3 separate regions of the Mus musculus genome follow, and all the other regions are linked to region 3. The links are chromatin contacts, called in public ChIA-PET and promoter capture Hi-C maps. All regions are on one chromosome and are shown on one strand. Each heading gives the region's core, a stretch centred on a gene start, on an enhancer-like site or on the middle of the called end of the contact. The rest is flanking DNA. Distances are from core to core; before and after follow the strand shown.

Evidence for each region. ChIA-PET counts read pairs in DNA pulled down with a chosen protein or histone mark. Capture Hi-C pulls out chosen DNA fragments and counts their contacts.
Region 1: a promoter capture Hi-C map of liver shows a contact between it and region 3. The contact joins the promoter of Hook2 here to the promoter of Lyl1 in region 3. A contact is called at or near these places in 10 of 39 promoter capture datasets (the C10 cell line, cranial neural crest, frontonasal cranial neural crest and 6 more), 2 of 15 datasets of contacts at CTCF or cohesin (both in embryonic stem cells), 4 of 484 Hi-C or Micro-C datasets (LSK cells, erythroblasts, neutrophils and 1 more), 3 of 115 datasets of contacts at active chromatin or transcription factors (the HPC-7 cell line, bone marrow-derived macrophages and pancreatic cancer cells) and 3 of 9 other capture datasets (adipose tissue, liver and pancreatic islet).
Region 2: an RNA polymerase II ChIA-PET map of effector CD8 T cells shows a contact between it and region 3, with 12 read pairs. The contact joins the promoter of Dhps here to the promoter of Lyl1 in region 3. A contact is called at or near these places in 2 of 39 promoter capture datasets (the C10 cell line and pre-B cells), 1 of 484 Hi-C or Micro-C datasets (regulatory T cells), 2 of 115 datasets of contacts at active chromatin or transcription factors (bone marrow-derived macrophages and effector CD8 T cells) and 3 of 9 other capture datasets (adipose tissue, liver and pancreatic islet).

What each region holds. Positions count from the first base shown.
Region 1 is chr8:84,989,028-84,993,582 of GRCm38.p6, reverse strand. Hook2 (hook microtubule tethering protein 2) reads right to left here and starts at 2,960. Exons shown (of 21, transcript NM_001372357.1): 1 at 2,831-2,960; 2 at 2,279-2,364; 3 at 2,134-2,206; 4 at 349-399; 5 at 127-259; 6 at 1-8. The coding sequence starts at 2,875.
Region 2 is chr8:85,069,256-85,073,613 of GRCm38.p6, reverse strand. It overlaps Dhps (deoxyhypusine synthase), which reads right to left and starts at 1,857. Exons shown (of 9, transcript NM_001039514.1): 1 at 1,561-1,857; 2 at 998-1,162; 3 at 198-319; 4 at 15-111. The coding sequence starts at 1,767.
Region 3 is chr8:84,698,693-84,703,364 of GRCm38.p6, reverse strand. It overlaps Lyl1 (lymphoblastomic leukemia 1), which reads right to left and starts at 1,908. Exons shown (of 4, transcript NM_008535.2): 1 at 1,378-1,908; 2 at 370-725; 3 at 187-278. The coding sequence starts at 701. Trmt1 (tRNA methyltransferase 1) reads right to left here. Exons shown (of 17, transcript NM_001164559.1): 15 at 4,107-4,226; 16 at 3,895-4,024; 17 at 3,557-3,762. The coding sequence ends at 3,601.

The DNA.
Region 1 (4,555 bases), core at 1,711-4,210, 290 kb before region 3:
GATATACTCTGGGGATGAAGGTGAAGGCGAGAGGCTGAGACCAGGGATGGCTTGGAGAGGAAAGAACATTTCCTCAGGGTATCCTCTGGGTGCTCTCAGTTTCCTCCCCTCTACCCCTCTTCATACCCTGTTTTTTCTCACAACTGATAGCACAGCCCAGTACCAACTGAAGCAGTTTGCCAAGTTCTGCAGGATTTGAGAACTCGCCAATGAGGCTCACATCTGGGAGATGCTGATCTGACACAGGGTGCCCCAGAACCTGAGAACACCGAGAGAGGGAGCTTTCAGGGCTCACAGACTGAACCCTGACTCCCAACCCAGCCCCTAAATTCCTTTGCAGTTACTCACATTCTTCGAGTATTCCACCAAGCTCTGTAAGATCTTCTCCAGTTTCCTGACCTGGTGACGCCAAGGAGTTATCTATGCATGCAAGTCTACAGCAACTCCCCCCCCCCAACCTATCCTCACTTCCTCCCCGTCCCTCAATTTTCATTCCCTGATTATCCCACCTTGTTGTCTGGCCCTGTTCTAAATATCCTTCTCCTCTAGAGCTAAACTGCATGGTCTATAGTGTCTACCTGACCTTCTTAATTCACAAGTTCCAGAATGCAATGGCTTTCACTCTCTGGCCCAACTGCTACTATCTCTCACTTGGATGACTGTACCCACTGTTTCTCATCTCCCACCTTTGTTGGATGGGGTAGAAGTTCTGCTGATCAAATCCAGGGTCTTAGGTATGGTAGACAAGGACTTTTCCACTGAGCCACTCCCTGGCGCCTTACTATTCTCCTATTCTGCGTCCAGCCCTTAAGTGCTGGAGTCTGGACCAGCTGTGGTCTGCTGAGCCCCATTCCCAACCTTTCATTTCCTACTCTTGCTACCTGTGCTGCATCTCTTCCCAGGTAGCCAAGGGCAGCTTCGAAACGGCTTAGCCAGGCTGTGTTTTTCCTTTGCTAAGACCATTCCACAGTACTTAAAATAGAGTCCCTGCTAGGAATGGTGGCACCTGCCTTTAATCCCAGCACCTGGGAGACAGAGGCAGGTAGATTTCTGAATTTGAGGCCAAACCTGGTCTACACAGCAAGATCTAAAACAGCCAGGACTACACAAAAAAACTCTGTTTCAAAACAAAACAAAAACAAAACAACCCCCCCCAAAAAAAAAACAAAATAAGCACCTACCCACCTCCCATCGCTATCATGACCCTCCTTTTACTGTCTTCATAGGTTTATATGAATTTGTTTTCTTGTTTTTTTAAGATTTATTTTATCTTTTAACCATGTGTGTATGTGTGTATGTGTGTGTGTGTGTGTGTGAGAGAGAGTGTGTGTGTGAAAGTATGTGTGTATGTGTGTGTGAGAGAGAGACAGACAGAGAAAGAAAGAGAATATGAGGATGCCTGCAGAGGCTACAAGTGTCACATCCCCTAGAGCAGTTGCAGGTGGTTGAGAGCTGTTTGATGTCTGTGCGTCCTCTCTGGAGAAGCAGTAAGTTCCTCTGGAAGAACAGTATCCATTTTTAACCACCAAGCCATTCTTCCAGCCCAGTTTTGTTTCTTGAAGCAGTGTGTCATGTGGCTCAGAATGAGTTCTAACTTACTGTGTAGCCACCCAAGATAACCTTGATGTCCTGATCCTCTGGCTTGCTAAGTACTGGGACTCCATGTGTGCCACATGGTCTGGCTACCCCTGCCCATCCCCCCTCCCACCCCCCACCCAGCATACCCTGCTACTTGGGATTGAACTCAGGACCTTGTGTAGGGTGAGCAAATTCTCTTTTGCCAACTATATCCCTGGCCTTTTAAAGGTTTTGAGACGGGATGATGGATGGTTTACCACCCTCCTGTATTAACACACCACCATAGCTGGGATTACAAGCATTTGCCAGCACACCTCTTGGAAGTTAACATGTGTTGTGTGTGTGCTTTTGCCCACATCATAAGAATGGTGGCAAGTTTTTTTGTCCTATTGTGGGTGCTCAATATAAACAAAAATAGCTTGCTGATCACCAGACATCTGGCTCTCTTCCTGACAAGACTGCCTGTCCATCGCACAGGACATGTATCTAGCTTTCCCTTTGCCTTCACCTCCTTAAGTCCTCTAGTTATTCCCTAGTCATGAGTCCACCTGTCACCTTCAACCTCCAGCTGGGGCTTGAGTCCTCTGAGATGCCCTGGAGCCATTCGTTGTTGAACCAGGAAGGGTCTCTAGGGGCAGAAAGATGGGATGAGCAGGCTGGGGAGCCCTTCAGGATCCTCCCACTCAGCCGCCACACTCACATCTGATTCAGCACATGGGCTATGGCGAGTCCGCTGCTCAGGTCCTGGGGACTGGCACAGGGGGGTGAAACTTGGAACGTCTGCAACTAAAGGGGGAAGACGGAAGGGCAACAGGAAAATTGAGGACCTGGAATTGCAGACTTTTTCCCCAGCCATCAGACATTTCACGGGGTTAGAAAGGCATTAGCCTGTAGCACCAACATATCACATCTTCGGGGGCGTGACTTCTACACGCCTAGGCAAGGACGGGGCGTGGCTTCATTTTACCTATCCTGGCAAACCCTGCAAACCTAGGTCAGGGCGTTACCACCAGTCACCTGGTCCCCACTGCTAACATGTGACCAGGCCTGTGCCCTCCAGAGGGGCGTGGCCTCACCTGGTCTTTTCGCTCAGGCCTGCCCACGTGACAGACGCAGGTGGTCAGGTCAGAGTCCAACGGCCCAGCAAGCCTACGATCTATTCCTCCTTCCAGGTCCAAAACCGAGGAAAGAAGACCAAGACAGGACGAGAGGAGAGGGCGCACACCTGACCCAGCCCCGCCCCCCGACCTACCCAGGTGAGCAGAGACCCGCATAGCTCGGCCTTGTCCACACTCATGGCTCCGGATCGAATTCGATCCGGGCCAAGGAGCCCCGGCACGCAGCAGCAGCCTCCGGGTCCGCCACCAGCGAGCGCCCGAAGCCCAGACCTCCCGCTCGGCCTAGAGCGCCGCCCCGCTCCACCCCGCCCCCTAGCCATAGGCTCCGCCCCAGACACGTGATCTCCCATTGCAAACACTTGCCTCGCCATCTTAGATGCGGGACATAGGCAAGTGCACATTCTGCCGCTAGGTGTCAGTCTGGCTCAGTCCTGCTGCTGGTGACCTCCACTCCTCGCGGCTTCTCTTTATGTAGTGGAGTGGTCCTCAAGATCCTTTTAAGGCGGATCTACCGCACCCAGTTTCACAGGCACTTTAATGGTTCCCCCCCAAAGCTGAAAGAAATCCTCCGGTTTAGCCGCGTTATGATCTGAGCCTTTCTTAATGTGGGCGCAGAGAATAATTATAAATCCTGTAGTCGTGGAGTGAGAGGATCTTAAAAGCGTCTTCCCCAGAGAAGTGATTCTGGCTGGAGTCCTTCTGAAAACTCGGGTATGGTTGGGAGCAGGAAGGGTCAAGTATGTCCTGAGTAAAGGACATAGCACTTGCCCAGCCCGGGGTCTCTTTCCTGCGAGCTACTCTGCTCCTTCCCGGCCCCGGGTGCTTTGAGCACCTTCCTGCCCTAAAAAACACTCGACCTGGCCAAAGCTGCGGGTGATCTGAAGCCCACCAGGGGGCGCGCAGAACGTAGGAACGCATCCTTCTGGGAAAAGGGTGCGTCCACCGGTTGAGCCGGTTTAGGGGAGCGCAGAGAGCTTAGAATTTTTTGACAATAAAGTCTCAAGACATCATTTGTGGAGTGCTTACTGTTTTCAGACTTTACAATAAGCTATATATCTACAGACAATTGAATGTTTTCCACGACCCTAGGAGACAAGGGCTACTTTAATTCCCAGGTTTTGTTTCTTAATTTTAGAAACTGTATTATTTAATTTTTTTATTTAATTTTTTTTTAATCCGCCGCTTTGCAAATGAGTAAACAGCGGCTACAAAGTACACGGGCTTTGACGCCAGGGGTAAAGCCCAGACCACGCCCTTTGACCCCTGGGTCCACTAGTAGCCCCTCCCCTCTCTGGCGGGTGGGGTAATGTGCTGTAATTAGAGGCTATTAAATGTGCCCAGAGGGAGGAGTGGAGCCGGCTCTGCTTTGGGGCGGGTTCAGTTCGGAGGGGGATAATGTTCTGCTTCCATCCAGGCAATGAGCCGGGATCCAGTCCAGCGACCCTGTCCTGGTTGGGTGAGCCCAGCGACATCAGCCACCCGCCCTCTATCTTACTAGAGTTGTTAATCTACTACAGACACTCGGTTGCAACCCACTCAAACTCTCAGCTGCACACACCAGAGAGCCTTGGAGGCTGATTCACACTTCCACAGACCCTCACGCCTTGTTTTCCTGATTCCAGTCCCTGAGACCCTGTGGAAAGGTATAGAAGGGAGTGTGCTTCCAGACTGGACTGGGCATGGGGCCTGCCAACTGGCTCCCCCATCCCACATCCACCAGAGTTGATGCCCCACAGTGGAAACAAAGCTGTGCTGTCCTACACACAAACACACTGTTACCAGGAACCATGATTGTTAAAAGAATGTGTGACATTCTGGGACACAAAAATTTAGGGTGAAGGTTGCATTGCAGGGATTTT
Region 2 (4,358 bases), core at 608-3,107, 370 kb before region 3:
CCTTCCAGCCCCACCTCTGTGTTCTGCTCCAGCACCATCTGGTCCAGAATGGGCATGAGCCAGTCCTCAAACTTGCAGTAATTGTCATTCGGCACCAGCAGGTTTCCAATCCTGGAAATGGGAGCCATGCGGGCATGGGTCACGGGGATCCTCTGCCCAGCTTCCCCGCCCCGACCACTACTCAAAGCCTCCCTCACCTGTTGATCCCACTCTCCCGGAGCTCCTTCCCCCTGAGGCTGAACTCGCCAAGGTATGTGGGCGCCAGGCATTTGATGAGATCTTCTTCCACACCTCCAGCAGTGGTCACCAATACATCCACCTGTGGTCGGTCGCAGGCAACACTGACCCCCCCTTCTAAGCAGCAACCTAACCTGGGTGAGCTCATCCAGACCTAAGCATGAGCGCTACAACAAAACCAACTCCAGGCCAGGCCTCCCTCTGCCTGAAGCAGACCCACAGCCAGAAAAAGTGGCACGGTCTTGCGATCCCAGCACTCGGAAAGGAGGCTGAGGCATGAGGACTGCCGGGATGTCAAAGAACAATACTCCATCTCCTCACACCCTTTTTTTTTTTTAATCTATTTTGGGCGGTGGTGGTGCATGCCTTTAATCCCAGCACTTGGGAGGTAGAGGCAGGCAGAATTTCTGAGTTCAAGGCCAGCCTGGTCTACAGAGTGAGTTCCAGGATGGACAGCCAGGGCTATACAGAGAAACCCTGTCTCAAACAAAACAAAAACAAAAAAGACTAAAAGATGTATTTAATATATGTGAATACACTGTCCCTCTCTTCAGACACACCAGATCTGTAATGGCATCAAAAGATCCCATTACAGACGGTTCTGAGTCACCATGTGGTTGTTAAAAAGCAAACCCAAATCTTTCACAGGACCGCAAATAATCTCTGAGCCTCTTCATTTCTCTTAACTGAAAAATAACCCTTTTTTTTTTTTTCCTACTGGCCCAAGGAGGCTGGGGTTCCAGAGCTAACGTGGACCCACCATGTTGTGCTGCACGAGGTATCGAATGGTCTCCCGGATGCCTGAACTGATGAGGTTGGAAGTATAGCCCAAGAAAATGGTGCAGCCTGTAAGTGGGCGGCGGCTCTGAGTCAGGTCTGCGTGATGATCTTCATCTACAGCCAGTGGCTCCAGTTTTTTCTCAATCTGGTCATAAGGGCACAGGAAAGTTGCACTAAGACTCCAAACCTCAGTTGAGGTACCCTACCTGGCCTGGATTCCAGAGGTTGATTGCACTCAGGGAGACTACTACAAAACCAAAGCACAACCCCTGGGCAGACCCTAACCCTCCCATTCCAGGTCCAGGTCTGTCACTTGATGGTTTGAGAACCACCCAGTATCTTCAAGTCTCCTTCCACCGGGAAAATCGAACCCCGGGCTCCCCTAGCGTTAAGCTCCTCCTACAAAGCCCTTTTGGATTTTTAACTCCAAGCTCCACCCATCGCAGAACTCTAGTTTACCCGGACTCCGCCCTCTCCCGGACGCTCACGCGGAAATCCGCGCGCAGCGGCCCGGCATCCCGCCCGGGTGGCCCCGCGCCTCACCATGGCGTTGACTTGCTGCACCGCGCGCCCGAAGTTGGTAGCCTGGAAGCCGGTGGTGCGGTAGGCGTCCAGAAGCGCATGGTAATCTACGCCGCGGTTGAAGTCGTAGCCTTGGACCTGGGCGCTCTCGGGCGGCAACGCTGAGCTGTGCTTGAGCACGGCGGCCAGCGCCGAGGAGGGCGCCGCCCCTGGCGGGGTCCCTTCCATGTGCTCGCGGCCGCTCTCAGGTCTCAGCAGCCTCGGCGCCCTGAGACCCGCAAAATCCCTCAGCGAGGTCGGCCGGAGCCCAGGAAGTGCGACTCGAGAGCCTTGGGGGCGTGGGGCGACGAAACCGGAAGTCACTTGGTCTCGTGACCTTGGGCAGCGCCCGCCGTCCTGGTAGCCGCCATTTTATCCCTGTGTTCCGTACATGTGGTCCAGGAGCTGTTACTGAGCTTCAAGCATAGGGAAGTGCCTAGTTTGCAAGCTGTCTCTCTGTCCAAATATTCTTGTCCCCCATGAGCGAAGTGATTGTTTCTTGGACGGTGTCCTTGAACACGACTTAGGGCATCAGGCAAAAAAAAAAAAAAAAAAGAGTTGCAGCCTTTTGTCAAATGGAATAGTGTTTTCTTTTGATGCTTCTTCCAGTCTCCACAAACTTTGTTGCCTCCTCTTTTCCCCCTCCAGCCATAGCTCAATTTTAACTGGATCATGGGCCTCTGGGGAGGCAGGGATGACTGCCATCTATTTACCACGAGAAGCTTGCTGAGAATCTATCATGCATCCTCTTAATGATACACTGAGCCTAGGACAGGGGCACCCCTTCTTCTGGTTTGTGTAGTCTAGACTAGAAATAGTGCTCTCTGCTGGAAGCTGAGATTTAGCAATGGACAAGACCTCTGACCTCCCGGTGACCATAGTATGATGAAACAGAAAATGGTTTAGTGATTAAACCAGGCTTGGGACACACTGCAATCCAGAGGTCGAGGCAGAAGAATCTCGAGTTCCAGGCCAGGCTGAACGATAGAGAGCAGGACCCTGTCTTAACAAAAGGGACCTGTGTGGCTAGGGAAATAGATGTTAGTATGGTCCTTGCTTTTTGAAAAAGCAAGAGTGTGGATTGTATATGTGCGTTCAATTACCAGAACTCAAGGGGCTTGGGGGTTGACAATACCAGTAATTCCAGCTCTGGGGAAGCAGAGACAGGCAGATCCTTGGGATGGGGCCTGCAGAATGACTCAGTAGCCAAAGGCTTACGATAGAAGAAGAGTCTGGATTCCCATACATTCTCTTCTGACCGCCACAGCAGGCCATGCATGCACAAGGTCATAACACAGGCTTGAGGACCAGGTGAATGTCTTCTGAGAGTGACATATGAGGTTGTCCTCTGGCCTACAATCAATCAATCAATCTCTCTCTCTCTCTCTCTGAAGAGGAGGAGGAGGAGTTGGTAACCTGAGCTGAAGGAAAAGGTGATTGGTGAAAACTGCCAAGACCAGAAGACCCAGAAAATTCCTATTACATAAAGACTTCAGAGACACTATTTTTCCAACGATCCCCTTCATTTAACCAATATCTGCCATCAGTGCCCAGTACCACTACCTGGAGGGAGGTCTGCATACATCCGGGAGGGCAAAGTGACTTGAATCCATGATACTTATCACCTCCTCCTCCTCCTCTAGGGAAAAAGTTGAATGAAGGTAGCTATGGCTACTCTGACTAAGATAGTGATGGCGGGGGGGCTAGAGAGATGGCTCAGCTGTTAAGAGCACTGACTATTCTTTTTTTGGTTTTTTGAGACAGGATTTCTCTGTATAGCCCTGGCTGTCCTGGAACTCACTCTGTAGACCAGGCTGGCCTCGAGCTCAGAGATCCGCCTGCCTCTGCCTCCCAAGTGCTGGGATTAAAGGTGTGCACCACCACGCCCGGCACAGCACTGAATATTCTTAGGAAGGTCCTGAGTTCAAATCCCAGCAACCACATGGTAGCTTACAACCATCTGTAATGACATCTGACGCCCTCTACTGCTGTATCTGAAGACAGCTACAGTGTACTCATATAAATAATAAATCTTTTTTTAAAATACATATACATATAGTAATGGCTGTTATGCTCAGAGTCACCATGATCAGCAAGCAGAGGGAAGAGCAGGTAGGGACATAGCAAGAACTTGGTCTCTAGGCTGGTAAGACATGACTTATTGGGTAAAGCCTTTTGTCAGGAGGCCTGGATACCTGAGTTCAATCCCAAGGCCACCGTGGTAGAACAGGTTCTCAGAATGTTAGCCTCTGACCGGTTTCACATGCAACTACCTTACCCTCAACGCACACAATAATTTTTTTTTTTTTGAGACAGTCTCACCATGGAACTGACTGGCCTGGAATTTATTATGTAGACCTGGCAGCCTCAACTCACAGAGATCAACCTGCCTCTACCTCCTGAGGGCTGAGATAATGAATGCAATTTTAAAATAAAAAATTATGCGTTTGTTTGTTTTGGGTTTTTTTGTTTTTTTGTTTTTTTTTTTTTTTTTTTGGTTTTGGTTTTTCAAGACTGGGTTTCTCTGTGTAGCCCTGGCTGTCCTGGAACTCACTCTGTAGACCAGGCTGGCCTCGAACTCAGAAATTCACCTGCCTCTGCCTCCCGAGTGCTGGGATCTGTGCCACCACTGCCCCCAACTTAAGATAAAAATTGTAAAAGACGTTGCTGAAGCAATCCTCTTTAGAGAAATCAACACCAGCACCTTGATGTCAGATTTCCAGCCACCCAGGCAACAATTCCCAGGGTTTATACAATTCACTCTGTGGCTTTGTTGGAGC
Region 3 (4,672 bases), core at 659-3,158:
GGATTACAGGGTAATCCCCCAAGCTAGGCTCCGTACTGTAGTCTTGCATTAGCTATCACTTGTGTGAGTTGTCCTGTGTTGGGGTGTATGTGAACTTCCCAAAATACTTCTTCCTGTGGCAGAGTACAGGCCAATCAGACATGAGCTGCAGGCACCCCACAAGTACACACCGAGACACAAACTCACCGTCAGCCAAGTCCAGCTCACTATGGCTTGGTCTGCGCTTCAGCCGGCTGTTAGGGAAGATGCTGAAGGGTCCTGCTGGCCCAATGTAGACACTGTAAGGGGTTGTGGGTCATGAACACTTTGTAGGCAAAGACCCTGGCCCCCAAACCTAAGCACTGCCCATAGTCCGAGCTGCCCACTGACCTGTTGAGGAAGGGGTGAGGGTGGTAATGTACAGCCAGGGTAGGTGGAGCTCTTCCCAAGGCAGTTAGCTGCAGCAAGGAGGGCCGAAAGGCACTGAGCTCTGTGGTGGGCATGGCTGCCCCTATGGGCCTGGTGTGTCCCAGGTTTATCACTGGCACGCCGGGAGGCAACCAGGGAGTGCACGTGTTTCGGTGGTCCACCTCCTCTGTAGAAAGGGGCCCAGGTGAGGCCGGCTTAGAGGGAGGGGCAGGTGCTGGGCTGGAGGCACATACCATCTCAGTTTTCTCAGTCATGGCGGAACCCACCTCTGCTCTGGCCTGGGGCGGGCACATGGACCCCACGGATAGAATGCTAACCTGTGGGAGAGAGTGAAGTTAAGGGGAAGGAAGGCCAAAGACCATCTTTCTCCCACCTGTTTAACCTGAGCTTTTCAATGTAAGAGCACCCTTAGGCGAGAAAGGGATTGGGGGTTCAATAATCAAAGGTAGAAAAGTGGTCCTAGAAACTGCTAGGACCTAAAAGGAGGGCCTCCTCCACAAGAGGGGAGCCTCCTCCACAAGAGGGGGTGTCTATCAGATACTAGGCAGCGTTGACCCTATGAATTGTTTGTAATGGGCATCTTCAGTCTCTGAACTAGTTCCCATCTTTCAGAATCTCTCCTACCTGCAGCTGGGAATAAGATAGGAATCTCCGGACTAACTCTAAGACCTCCTAAGTCTCCAAGAGTCACCCTCTGCCACCTCTCCATGGCTATTCCAGGGGCCTCTACCCTTGCTGAAAGTTCCTCTTACTGGCCCCCAACCCCATCAGCACCCTACTTACCACGTTTGCTGGGCTCTAAGGTCTGGGGTATCCTGCCAGTGTGTGACTTCCCACATTGCTGCCCTGTTTTCCCCAACTGAGGACATTTCAGTGCCTCCTCACTTCCAGTGAATGAATAAATAAATGAAGTAACAAACACCGAATACAGGCACAGACACTCCTTAATGTTTAAAGCGTCTTTCTTACCCTGTAGCAGTTTCCACAGCTTGGAGAACCCGGCTGTGTGGTCAGGTTTGTCAGTCCAGGTCAGGAGACAGTTTCCACTGTCCAGTTCGGCCGGTGTGCTCCAGGTAATCCCTCCCGTTGGGCCTCAGAGCTGGGCTGCGCCACCTCCCGGGCTCCGGAGGGCCTGAGTAGCTTCGGAGGCGTCGTGGTGGGTACCTCCAAGAGAAAGTGAGCTGCTCCTGGACCGACCCGCCCTTTCCCCCGCCCCCGACAGCCTGGCTTCCTCCCTCTTACCCGCTGGCGCAGAGGCCAGAGGATGCTGGGCCTGTGCAGATAAGGGTCTGGCTGCCTGGCCGCGGCTGATAAGAAGCAATGCTGACCCCGGAGGAAACCAGCGGGCAGGGATCACGGAGCGCGCACCTCCTGATCCACCCCGGCTAGTCACCCTTCGGGGTTTGCTGCTCCCACAGCACTGGAAGACCCCCCAACCCTCAGGAGCCCAGCGCCAAACGTGTGCAAAGGGGAAAGGTGGCAAGGCTGCCTCTGATGTCCTCTGAGGTTGGTCTAGCTTTGAACCCCACCCCCTATGCTGATGGGGGTGGAAGGGGCCCCTTTCCGGTCCTCTGAGGCCCCATGACCCATGAGCCTCAGCCTAGTTCCTCTTTTTTTACAGATCCCCCTGTGGACTGCACCCCCCCCCCCCACACACACACCCAGGAATAGGGCTCCGGAAGGAGACAATTCTGGTAATGTGGCCTTGCCGTGTCCTGACACCGAGGTGCAGGTGTCCCGAACCTGTGGCACTGCTAACGTATTTCCAAGCCCAGGCGGGTGAGATGAGTGTCAAAGCCATATCTGAGTTTCCCAGAAGTTGCTCCCAAGTTCCCCAAGATGCTACTCAGCCATACCACAACTAGGTGGTATCCCTCACTGCCAGGTATTCTGGAGTGATCTTCTGAATTCTGGAAACCTAGAGACTGGAGAGATGGCTTCGTGGCTAACAGCACATGTTGGTTTTGTAAAGGGCTCACACTTTGTTATGGCTCACAACCATAACTAACCCCAGTTCTTTTTTTTTTTTTTTTAAGATTTATTATATGTAAGTACACTGTCTTCAGACACTCCAGAAGAGGGCATCAGATTTTGTTACAGATGGTTGTGGGCCACCATGTGGTTGCTGGGATTTGAACTCTGGACCTTCGGAAGAGCAACCGGCATTCTTAACCACTGAGCCATCTCGCCAGCCCCCCCCTAGCCCCAGTTCTAAGAAATGTGACATCTTAACTCTGAGGGCACCAGACTTGCACATGGTGCACATACATGCATGCAGGAAAAAGTCAAAGAAAAAAAATCCGTATAAAAGTTACAAAAATCCTGGGACCCCAGCTGTAAGCTCCAAAAGGGCCAGGCATGTTGATCCCAACAGTTGAATCTCTTGAGTTCAAGGCTAGCCTGGTCTAAATATTGAGTTTCAGTAGTCGGGTCTATGTAGAGACTCTGCCTCCTCCCAAAAAGGGGAGGGGGACTTCCAAGATGAGCTGAATCCCAGGCACTCCAGGAGGCTTGTCCCCTGTATCTGGTTAATTGTGGGCACACCCAGAGAGGGGCTCAGTGGCCATGCAGACTCATCAAAGTGCTTAAGCCAAAGACCCAGTTACCCACCCTAGTGACTCCTCTAGCACAGCTTGCTACAGTGGGCTTCACTTTCTGACTGATGGTGATGGGTGCATGTGCTGGGAGAGATTCTGCCCCAGGACTCTCCCCTAACATTAATAATCCTCTACTCTAGGGGGAGGGGAGAGAACGTCTCTTCATTGGGTGTCTCAGCAGCCGCCTGTGTTCTGAGAGCATACTCCTATTGAGGAGCAAGCAGGACAGGAAGCACCTGGTCTGGAGCGGATGCACAGAATGCCTGGTTCCGGTTTGGCTTCCGCCACTACACCAACTGCAGACAGCTGAGCCCAAGAAACCAGGCAATAGGATTGAGACTGCAGTGGGATTTGCGAGCACTGGGGAAGTGGAGGAAATGCCTGGATAGCTGGAAGAGGGGAGGCAGCCTGTTTGCAGATGCCGCCCTGTGGCCACCTGATGAACTGCTCTCCTGAGCAGCCAGAGCAGTTTCCATGTCAAAGAGACAAAGTTGCAGTAAGGCAGGAACAACCACTCCTCAGACGGGCAGAGTCCCCCATGCAGATGGCTTCCCAATTCAAAATGACAACCAGCAGGTTACATCTCTTTATTGTCTCAGTCTACACCTGGCCCAGGAATACCCCCAGCAGCAGCCTTTGGTCCAGGGGAGATCTTGGTGGTAGTCTCTGGACATTCTTCGATGGGGATATCACCAGAGGCCACAGGAGCTGCAGGACTGTGTGAATAACAGCACTGGTCCCCTAGTTGACAGGTACCCTGGTGGGAAAACAGGGTGTGAAGCCCCAGGCTGTGAGCACAGAGCTGGGTTTCTTTCCTCAGTCTCTGGCCCCAGCTGTGCCAGAGGCCCAACCTTGGTCCAGTTGCATGGAAGGTGGAAGGAGAGATCACCTCTTTGAATCGTTTGCAAGGAAATGTCTTAAGGCGAGCTGCACGCTGGGCCGGGTCCTCAGCTGGCTCCTTCCTCTTATTCTGTAGCAGCCTCCGCCTCCCTGCTAGATCTTCACTTGCTGCCTTGCCCCTGTGCAGAGAGGGGTGCTGGTACCCCACTTTGTCTTTGCCCAGCCCTGGAAAACCCTCACTTCTACAACATTACCACTCACCCTGGCCGGGCACGGGGCCGGGGACCCCAGTTGGCTTCTGGATTGGCCTGGAAGCGCTTAAGTCCTCGCTGGCGGGAGCTGGGGTTGGCGTCTTCCCGGATGTTGAAGTTGGCCTTCAGCCTGGACAAATGGGTGGAGGCTGGAGGCAGTGGCCATGCAGGGTGAACTCAGCCCCAGAACCTGCCCACCCTGAGGCAACACCACAGGTCTGCCAGGCTCAGAGTTCTTTCATTTATTCAGTAACCACTTGAATTTCCTAGTGAGTTTCTGGATCTGCTCCAGTGGAGCTGAGTTGGCAGCATGAGAGACAGACAAGCAAGAAGACAAATCAGAAATGACTAGGGCTAGGGGTGTGGCTCAGGTAGAGAGCTTGCCCAGTAATGCTTAAGGCTTTAGGGTCTATCCCCAGCACTATAAAGGAATAAAAATAATAAAATAGTGTTGTGTTAGGACATAAAAGACAAGTTGGGATACAACGCTTAACAGAGTGGTCCAGTCCAGAAGGCATCTCTGAGGTGAGAGAGATGGACCTGGGCAAAGGTGGGACAGACTGTGCTGAGCTACAG